Regions from separate parts of the Sus scrofa genome. Here region 1 is linked to region 2. The links are chromatin contacts, called in public Hi-C maps. All regions are on one chromosome and are shown on one strand. The core of a region is the stretch at or near the end of the contact, and the rest is flanking DNA. Distances in the headings are between cores, read along the strand shown. Region 1 holds the start of TRABD (traB domain-containing protein). Region 2 holds the start of DENND6B (protein DENND6B).

Region 1 (4,396 bases), core at 200-2,699, 120 kb after region 2:
AAGCCTGCCTCCCAGGCCCCGGCCGGGCTTCTCACTGCTGGCCAAGAGCAACCCCCAAGGCCTGCCCAGAAAGCCAAGGGTCCCAGACCGGCCGGACTAGCGGGCCATGAGAGAAATGACTAACCGGGAGGCAGCAGCGTGTGGCCCAGGACCCTTACCCCCTACACCCCCACTTCTGAAGCCTGGGCACCTTGGCCACTGGAGACCCTCCTGGGTCTGGCAGGCCCTGCTCTATGGAGGTGTGGCAAAGGTCGGGACTGGGGCGGAGGGCACATGCCAATTCACATCTGAGCTGGACGCCTAAATGGCTCCTCGTCCAGCACACCTGGCTGACCCCCTGGAACCTGGACACGGCCCAATGCTAGGTCCCGACACTGACCTCCACCGCAGGGCACTGTGTAGGGGCCTGTCTGTCCACCATGCCCGGCCCCCTCTTGGCAGTTTTGCCCAGCAGCCTCAGACACCGCAGCATCACCGCCGTCCTGCAAGGCTGACCGCTGGCCCCAAGGCCGGGGCTCCCTCCTAGTTACACAATGAGGGGGCATCAGCAGCAAAAGCAACAGAGGCCCAGGGTCAGAGGAGCCCGCACCGGAGCGTGCTAAGGGGGCAGCCTGGACGGCTTCCTCTCCAGGGGACCCCGAAAGCCAGGAGGATTCCACCTGGAAACCACCCAGTCTCCCGAAGAGGCTGTCCTGACGCCCAAAGTCAGCCGAGGACTTCTGGGCCAGTTCCTCGTTTTCCATGTGCCTTCGCTTCCTTTCTCGGGATAGTTTCGCAAAGACGCATAGGTGAACTTTGTGGTACTTTGTGGCACGTTTAAGTTGTGTCTCAATAACGCTACTTCACAGAAACAAGGCAGGCAAAGACCTACAGGCCTTGGAAGTTTGGTCTACTTTGCCCATATGGCAGCCGTGCTTGCTCGGCTTGAAGGGCAGAGGCCTCCAGCACGTAGGGCAGGAAGCGCCCAGGGTCTCCACCGAGACCCTGCAGCCGCCGCCTGGGGAGGTGTGGACCCTCCACCGCCCCCCCGCCGCGGCTCAGGCCAGACCCCGCCCCCGGCCCCCGACTCCGACCGACTCCGCCCCCGGCCCCCGACTCCGACCGACACCGGCCCGGGTCCCCGCCCCGCGGCCCCGCCCCCCGCGTGCGCCACTCGAGCCCTTGAGCCCTCTCGACCCTTGCCGTCGACCGCCCACCCCGCGCGCACCCCTCGGAGGCCGGGGCTGACCCTCCTGGCCCGAGACCCTACGCTGGGGGCTGGCTGGTCTCCCGACCTCGACCGCGACCTGACCCCGACCCACCGGGGCCCCCGCGCGCCGCCCCCCGCCCCAGGACCGTGCCGCGCGGCGTACCGAAGCAGGGCGGCGCTCCTCAGCCGGCCTCCATGCGGCTCGTCGCCCCACCGGACGGGGCGGACCGGGGCCGCGGGGCGGGGCGGCCGGACAGGCCCGGGCCGGGGGGGGCCGGGCGGCGCGCGGCATGCCGGGAAGCGTAGTCCCGCGCGCTGTCTGTCTGCTCTTGCCGCGCGCCTGGCCCGAGCCGGCGGACTACGGTTCCCGCGGGGCAGCGCGCGAGCGGCCGCGGACTTCACTTCCCAGGAGGCCGCGCGCTAGAAGCCCCGCCCCTCCCCGCCCCGCCCCCGGCGCCTTGATCCGAGGACTCCTGTGTCGGTTACGCGGCACAGGTTCGAGTCTCAGGTCTGCCACCCGAGTTGAGACGCGCCCTAAAATTCTCTGGCCGCAGCCCCCAGTTAGTAAAAAAAAGCGTCCTCGGGGTGGCTTTGCCTGCTCTGATACAGAACCGTCAAAACTACTCAAAAAAGCGGTGATGGTGCCAGCGAGGAGCAGCGTTCGGGTCCCCAACGGCGACCATGTGGCCACCTCGAGCACCCCTTGGCCTGGCGGCTGGGGCCCGGGGAGACGTGGGCGGGGGCGGCCGGGGGAGAGGGGGCCGGGGAAGGGGCAGGGTCCGCGGTTGGTGGGAGGTGGGGGCCCTCAGGACAGCCTGTCCAGCCGGTGCCTGGTTTGGCCTTTGAGGTCAGCCCACCTGCGGTCAGAGCTGGTTCCAGGAAGGGGGCGTCTGGCCCAGACCTGGTGACCCGTGCAGGTCCTGGGCGGGTTCTCAGTCTGGCGGTGGCCCTCCTGCGGGCGGGCTGCCGTGGGCCATAGAGGCCCCCGCCCCCGTTCACTTGTGCGGGGCGGGCTCCCGCTCCCGCCCACAGGCTGGGCTGTGATCTGTTATCTAAACGGCTTTGGGCTGAAGTCGAGCAGCCAGGCCCTTGGCCCAGGCCTCTGTCCAGTTCCTGTGTGCCAGCTCAGGTCGATTCTGCCCTCCTGCCCTCCTTGGCCATTCACACAGGAGAGCGGCTGTGCGCGATTGCCAGGGACCTAGCGACAGACGGGTTGAGAAGCCCAGGTGGGGCTTGTGTGAGGACCAGAAGCCTGGATTGCAGCCTCAGCTGACGGGTGGGGTCCCAGTTCTCTGGGAGCCCCTCCTCTTGGGAAAGGTGCAGGGAAGGAGCAAGCAGATTGGGGGGGGGGTGTCAAAGGAACGTCCCATGGCACCTGCGGGGAGATGGATGCGTCTGTGGGACACTGACTCGGCCCCTTCTTTCCCAGCAAGCCAAGGCCACGGGCCAGTTCACACCCCAGAGGCCACGTGTTTGCTCCAAGGAGCAGGCCTCTGGATGAGACTGGGTCTGAAATGTCCTGCCAGGCCTTGGCTCAGGGGACAGGGCTGAGCAGAGCAGTCTCAGTGAAGACACGGGGGGTGGGGGGGCGCGCTGTGGCTGCTGTGCCCAGCGTTGCCTGGACCTGTGCCTGTGGAACTCCCATGGCCTTGAGGCCTCACCGCACAGGGTGGAGCCTCGTCCCTACATGGCTCAGGGTCATCTCTACTCTGGGCAGAACCACAGCATGTGCCCGGGTCAGGGTGGGACGGCCGGGCTGGACTCCAGCCCCACTTAGGGTATGGCAGGGGGACCTGGCAAATGCTGCTGCCTGAGGCCAGCAAGACGGGTCCCTGGGTGGGTACTGTCACCCTGCCAGCAGGGTCATCTTGGCCCCGGTGCCCGGCTCGCCGGCATAACGGAGCTGCTTGCTTGCATGGGACCAAGAGGGCTCTCGTCCAGAGCCCCTGACCGCCCCCCCACCCCTGGGTACTGTGTCCTTGGGGGCTCCTTCTCCAAGTCCTTCTGACCCAGGCCAGGCGCCTGACAACTAGGGCCACGCCCCTGCCCTGAGCTCACCGAGGTCAAGCACGCAGGCCAGTCCTGTAGCTGCTCACCCTGCAGAAACCAGGGGTTCCCTCTCCTGGCCCGGTGACTGCCTGGGGCGCCTCCCCGTGAGGCCCTAGGTGGGGCGAGCCCCCTCCTCTCTGCTCTCGCGGCCTCACCACGCCCGAGTGATGAGAAAAAAAACCACATCGGTGAGTCCCCATTGTGGCTCAGTGGTAATGAATCAGACGAGTATCCATGAGGACGTGGGTTCGATCCTTAGCCTCGCTCAGTGGGTTAAGGATCCCATGTTGTGGCTGTGGTGTAGGCTGGCAGCTGCAGCTCCGACTCGACCCCTAGTCTGGGAACCTCCATATGACACAGGTGTGACCCTAAAAAAATTAAAAAAAAAAAAGACACCCAAAACACAGATCGATGGATTGTCCCCATTCTCGGGAAGCCCAGCCCATCGAGCCGGGTTGCTCCACGGAGGCCTGCGGAGGGGCTTGGAGGAGGCCATGCCGGTCAGGAGGTCACGCTCTGATTCCTGCAAAGCACCCGCCATTGAGGCCTGCACCCCACCCGCCCCAGCCACCTGCCTCCCAGGAGCCTCTGTTCAGACTCTCGGGGTCCCCCGCCACGACCTGCAGGTGTGTGACTCCTTGGTGAAGCCCTGGGACCAGCCTCAGCCCCGCCTGCGTCCTGGGCCTGGTGAGGCAGGCGCCCTGCCCTCCATCCCAGTGGCACGAGCACCGCCAGACGGCATCAAGGGCGCCTCTCCTGGGCAACCCTCCCGAGTCCCGCCTGATCTTGCTGCCCCCCATGGACCTGGGCGCTCCCGCCCCCAGGCCTTAGACGGCGGACGGCTTCCTGAGAGGCCCACTGCAGCCCCCTGGCAGCCCGGGATGCCGGACACGCCCGTTCCGAGCGACAATGTGCTCTTGCCCGGCTGGGGATGACCGGAGGGCGGGGCCGCCTCCCAGGCCCTGCCGGTCCCCAGCACCCCACGCCGTGCAGGATGGACCACTCGGGACGCAGGGGTATCAGAATAATATTTATTGATATGCTCGGTGCTACCTTGGTAATACTGTCACGTCGTCGCCGTGGCTGAGGTAATAGGGACAGCCCCGCCCATCACCGGCCCTGGGCCCCCATGGAAGCCTGGTGGACGCCGGCCGAGCC
Region 2 (4,119 bases), core at 1,383-3,882:
CCACAGCATATGGAGGTTCCCAGGCTAGGGGTCCAATCGGAGCTGTAGCTGCTGGCCTACACTGCAGCCAGAGCAATGCCAGATCCCAGCCGAGTCTGCAACCTACACCACAGCTCATGGCAACACCAGATCCTTAACCCACTGAGCAAGGCCAGGGATTGAACCTGAGTCCTCATGGATGCTAGTCAGATTCATTTCCACTGAGCCATGATGGGAACTCCCCAGCTGGGAATTCTTTAAAAAATTCCATTGCGGATGGGTAAAGAAAATGTCATATACCCAGACAATGGAATATTATTTGTAAAAAGGAACAAACTTCTATCTACAACAACATGGATGAACTTCAAAAATACTATGCTAAGTGAAAAAAATATTATGCTAAGTGCAAGAAACCAGACAGAAAAGGTTGCATATTATACATGTCAGTTTCCTAGGGCTGCTGTCACAAATCGCCACAAGCTTAGTGGCTTAACATGCACTGTGATCTCACAGTTCCGGAAGGCAGCAGTCTGAAATGAGTCTACGGGGCTACCAGGAATGTGTCAGCAGAGCTGCACAACAGGTCCTTCTGGAGGCTCCAGGGAGAGGCTGTGTCCCCGCCTGTCCCAGGTCCTGGACGCTGCCTGCCTTCCTTGGCTCACAGTCCCTTCCTCCAAAGCCAGCACTGTGGCATCTACCAGTTTCTCTGACTCCTCAGTCGCACTGCCTTCTCTGACTGGTTTTGTCCCATGGACTGCAGGCTGGCGTACGTCACTTGCAGGCCAAGGTTACTCACAACTAGTTGGCCTCCGTCAATGCCTCTTCCACTGCCCATGACCCGGGAGGCCGTCGGTACAGCTGGTCAAGGAGAACCTCCTGACTCTCACACCAGTCCATGCAGTGGAAAAGCTGCTGAAAACTTTTTTTTTTTTACTCAATGAATTTATCACATTTATAGTTATACAATGATCATCACAATCCAATTTTATAGGATGTCCAACCCACAACCCCAGCACATCCTCCTACCCCCCCAAACTGTCTCCTCTGGAAACCATAAGTTTTTCAAAGTCTGTGAGTCGGTATCTGTTCTGCAAAGAAGTTCATTGTGTCCTTTTTTCAGATTCCACATGTCAGTGAAAGCATTGGATGTTGGTGTCTCATTGTCTGACTGACTTCACTTAGCATGATAGTTTCTAGGTCCATCCATGCTGCCACAAATGCCATTATTTCTTTCCTTTTAATGGCTGAGTCATATTCCATGGTGTCTATGTACCACCTCTTCTGGATCCACTCCTCTGTCGATGGACATTTAGGTGGTTTCCATGTCTTGGCTATTGGAAACAGTGCTGCAATGAACATTGGAGTACATGTGTCTTTGCGAGTCGTGGTTTTCTCTGGATAGATGCCCGGGAGTGGGATTGCTGGATCCAATGGTCGTTCTATGTTTAGTTTTCTGAGGAATCTCCATACTGCTCTCCACAGTGGTTGCACCAGTTTACAATCCCACCAACAGTGTCCGGGGTTCCTTTTTCTCCCCTCCCTCTCCAGCGCTTATTGTTTGCAGACCTTTGGATGATGGCCATTCTGGCTGGTGTAAGGGGGTACCTCACAGTGGTTTTGATGTGCATTTCTCTACTAATGAGTGACGCTGAACATCTTTTCATGTGGTTCCTGGCCATCCGTATGTCTTCTTTGGAGAACCGTCTGTTTAGATCGTCTGCCCATTTTTTGATGGGGTTGTTTGTTTTTTTGGTATGGAGCTGCAGAAGGTGTTTATGAATTTTGGAGATGAATCCCTTGTCAGTTGATTCACTTGCAAAGATGTTCTCCCATTCTGTGGGTTGTCTTTTTGTTTTGTTTAGGGTTTCCTTTGCTGTGCAGAAACTTTTCAGTTTGATTAGGTCCCGTTTGTTTATTTTTGTTTTTATTGTCAATATTCTAAGAGGTGGATCTGAGAAGATGCTGCTGTCCTTGATGTCAGAGAGTGTTTGGCCTATGTTTTCCTCTAGGGGGGTTGTTACCCCAACCTAGCCTAGCCTGACTAGTCTTGGAGTGGGGCCCTTTTCAAAATTAAAAAAAGAAAAGGAAAGCAGTATGTGTCCTACCTATGCAGTGTCTGGACTGACAGGTCTGGGACCACGGTCAAGGCCTAACAAAAGGGCCCAGAAATGCTGGGTAGAGCACTGGACCCAAGACGAGCTCGGAAGGGGCCGCACGCACGGCCTACCAGGCCCGCGGAAACCAACGCCCCAGCGCCCCAGGAAGCCTCAGCCCTCTGCAGGACCCCACACCAGGAGGCGACCCTAGCAGAAAACTCGAGGGACCCTCGGAATCGCGAGAAACAGCGTGTGAGCCTGGTGGGAACGGGAACAAGGTAACGACGAAATCCGGTCAGGAAAGCCGGCCTGGGCGGGAGCCCGCCAGCCTCCACCCGCCGGTCCCCGCGGCGGCCGCGGAGGCCGCGCCCGCAGCCGGACCCGCCACCCGCCAGCCTCGCACGCCCGCGCACCTCCCTCCTCCAGCCTCGAGGCCGCTCTGGCCCCCGCGGGCCCTTCTCGTTGGTGGGCTCGGCGCAGCTCCGCTGCACGGCGCTCCTCCGGCCGCCAGGGGGTGCGAGGCGGCGGCCGGGCCGCTCTGGTCCGCAGCCGCCGCTCGACTGCTCCGCCGCTCTCTCCCGACGCGGCTAGGCGCCCCCGTCGCGGCCGTTTCCCCGGCAACGCGCGGCCGTTCGGAGCAGCCGCAGCCATGGATGCTGGCTCCGGCGCCGAGCCCCACCGGGCTCGCGGCCGCCTCGGCGCGCCGTGCTCCGGGGCACGGGCTCCGGGGGCCCCCTGGGCGCGCTTCTCGGCCTGGCTGGAGTGCGTGTGCGTGGTCACCTTCGACCTGGAGCTGGGCCAGGCCCTGGAGGTGAGGGGGGGCGGGGGCCGCGGGCGGGGCCGGGAGGGCGGGTGTGGCTCTGGCCTTGCCCGGGGGCCGCCTGGGATCCCTCTGCGGGGGAGGTGCCCTCGGGCAGACCGCTCTCAGGTGGCCTCTTCCTCCGAAACCCGGTAGCTGTCACCTCCTGGAAGGTGCGCCCCCGAGCAAAGGAGAGAAAGGCAAGTTGCTAGGACCTGCGGTTGGGAGGGAGGAAAGGGGAGCTCTGCGCTTCGGATAAGCAGAGGGGCACTCTTGATTTTACCTGCAATGCGAATCTCCCCTCCCGCCCCCTTCCCCGCACCGTGATACCTTCTCCCCTCAGTTCCTCCAGCCGGAATCCCAGGGGACGACCTTGACTCCTCCCCTCCTCCACCCCTCATCTGTGAACAAGGCGTACAGCTCCGGCTGCAGACGGGATCTCGGATCCGTTAGCTTTGCTGCTGTCCTCCAAAGTCCGGTCTTTGTGGCTCTCCTGCTTACGATCTTTGCACACCTCCTCGTTAACTGAGAAACAGATCCAGACCCCTTGCGGGTCACATTGCAGCCACGGTGGTGATCTTTCTCCTCACTGGCTGCCTCCCGCTCACCCGGCCTGAACGGTTCCCACGCCTGCAAGGCTCTAACTATGTACAGACACTGTGGAATACTACTCACCCCAAAGAAAGAATGCAATAATGGCATTTGCAGCAACGTGGATAGACTTGGAGATTATCATACTAAGTGAACTAAGTCAGAGAAAGACAGATACCATATGATATCGCTCATATGTAGAATCTTAAATAAAATGATACAAATGAACTGGTTTACAAGACAGAAACAGATCTACAGACTTAGATAACAAACTTACAGTTACCAAAGAGGAAATCGGAGGGATCAGTTAGGAGGTTGGGATTAGCATACACATGCTATTACACATAAAGTCAGTAACCAACAAGGATCTACTCTAGAGCGCAGCGAGCGAGCCTCAATATTTTGTAATAATCGGTAATAGAAAAGAACCTAAAAAAGAGCACGTATCTGTGTATGTCTGTGGCTGCATCACCGTGATGTGTACCTGAAGCTGACTCACTGTGGATCAACCATACTTCAGTTTAAAAAAAAGAAAGGAGTTACTGTGGTGGATCAGTAGGTTACTAACCTGACTAGTATCCATGAGGACACGGGTTCAATTCCTGGCCTTGCTCAGTGGGTTAAGGACCCAGCATTGCTGTGACTGTGGTGTAG

The links. Hi-C and Micro-C count contacts between places; a contact is called where the count stands out from the background.
Region 1: a Hi-C map of liver shows a contact between it and region 2, with 4 times the contacts expected there. The contact joins the promoter of TRABD here to the promoter of DENND6B in region 2. A contact is called at or near these places in 1 of 5 promoter capture datasets (fetal liver), 12 of 47 Hi-C or Micro-C datasets (blood, embryonic fibroblasts, fetal heart ventricle and 7 more) and 2 of 2 datasets of contacts at active chromatin or transcription factors (alveolar macrophages and skeletal muscle).

What each region holds. Positions count from the first base shown.
Region 1 is chr5:493,125-497,520 of Sscrofa11.1, forward strand. TRABD (traB domain-containing protein) reads right to left here and starts at 1,450. Exons shown (of 10, transcript XM_021091341.1): 1 at 1,353-1,450. It overlaps PANX2 (pannexin-2), which reads right to left. Exons shown (of 3, transcript XM_003126779.4): 3 at 4,256-4,396.
Region 2 is chr5:373,924-378,042 of Sscrofa11.1, forward strand. It overlaps DENND6B (protein DENND6B), which reads left to right and starts at 2,633. Exons shown (of 20, transcript XM_021091320.1): 1 at 2,633-2,886. The coding sequence starts at 2,725.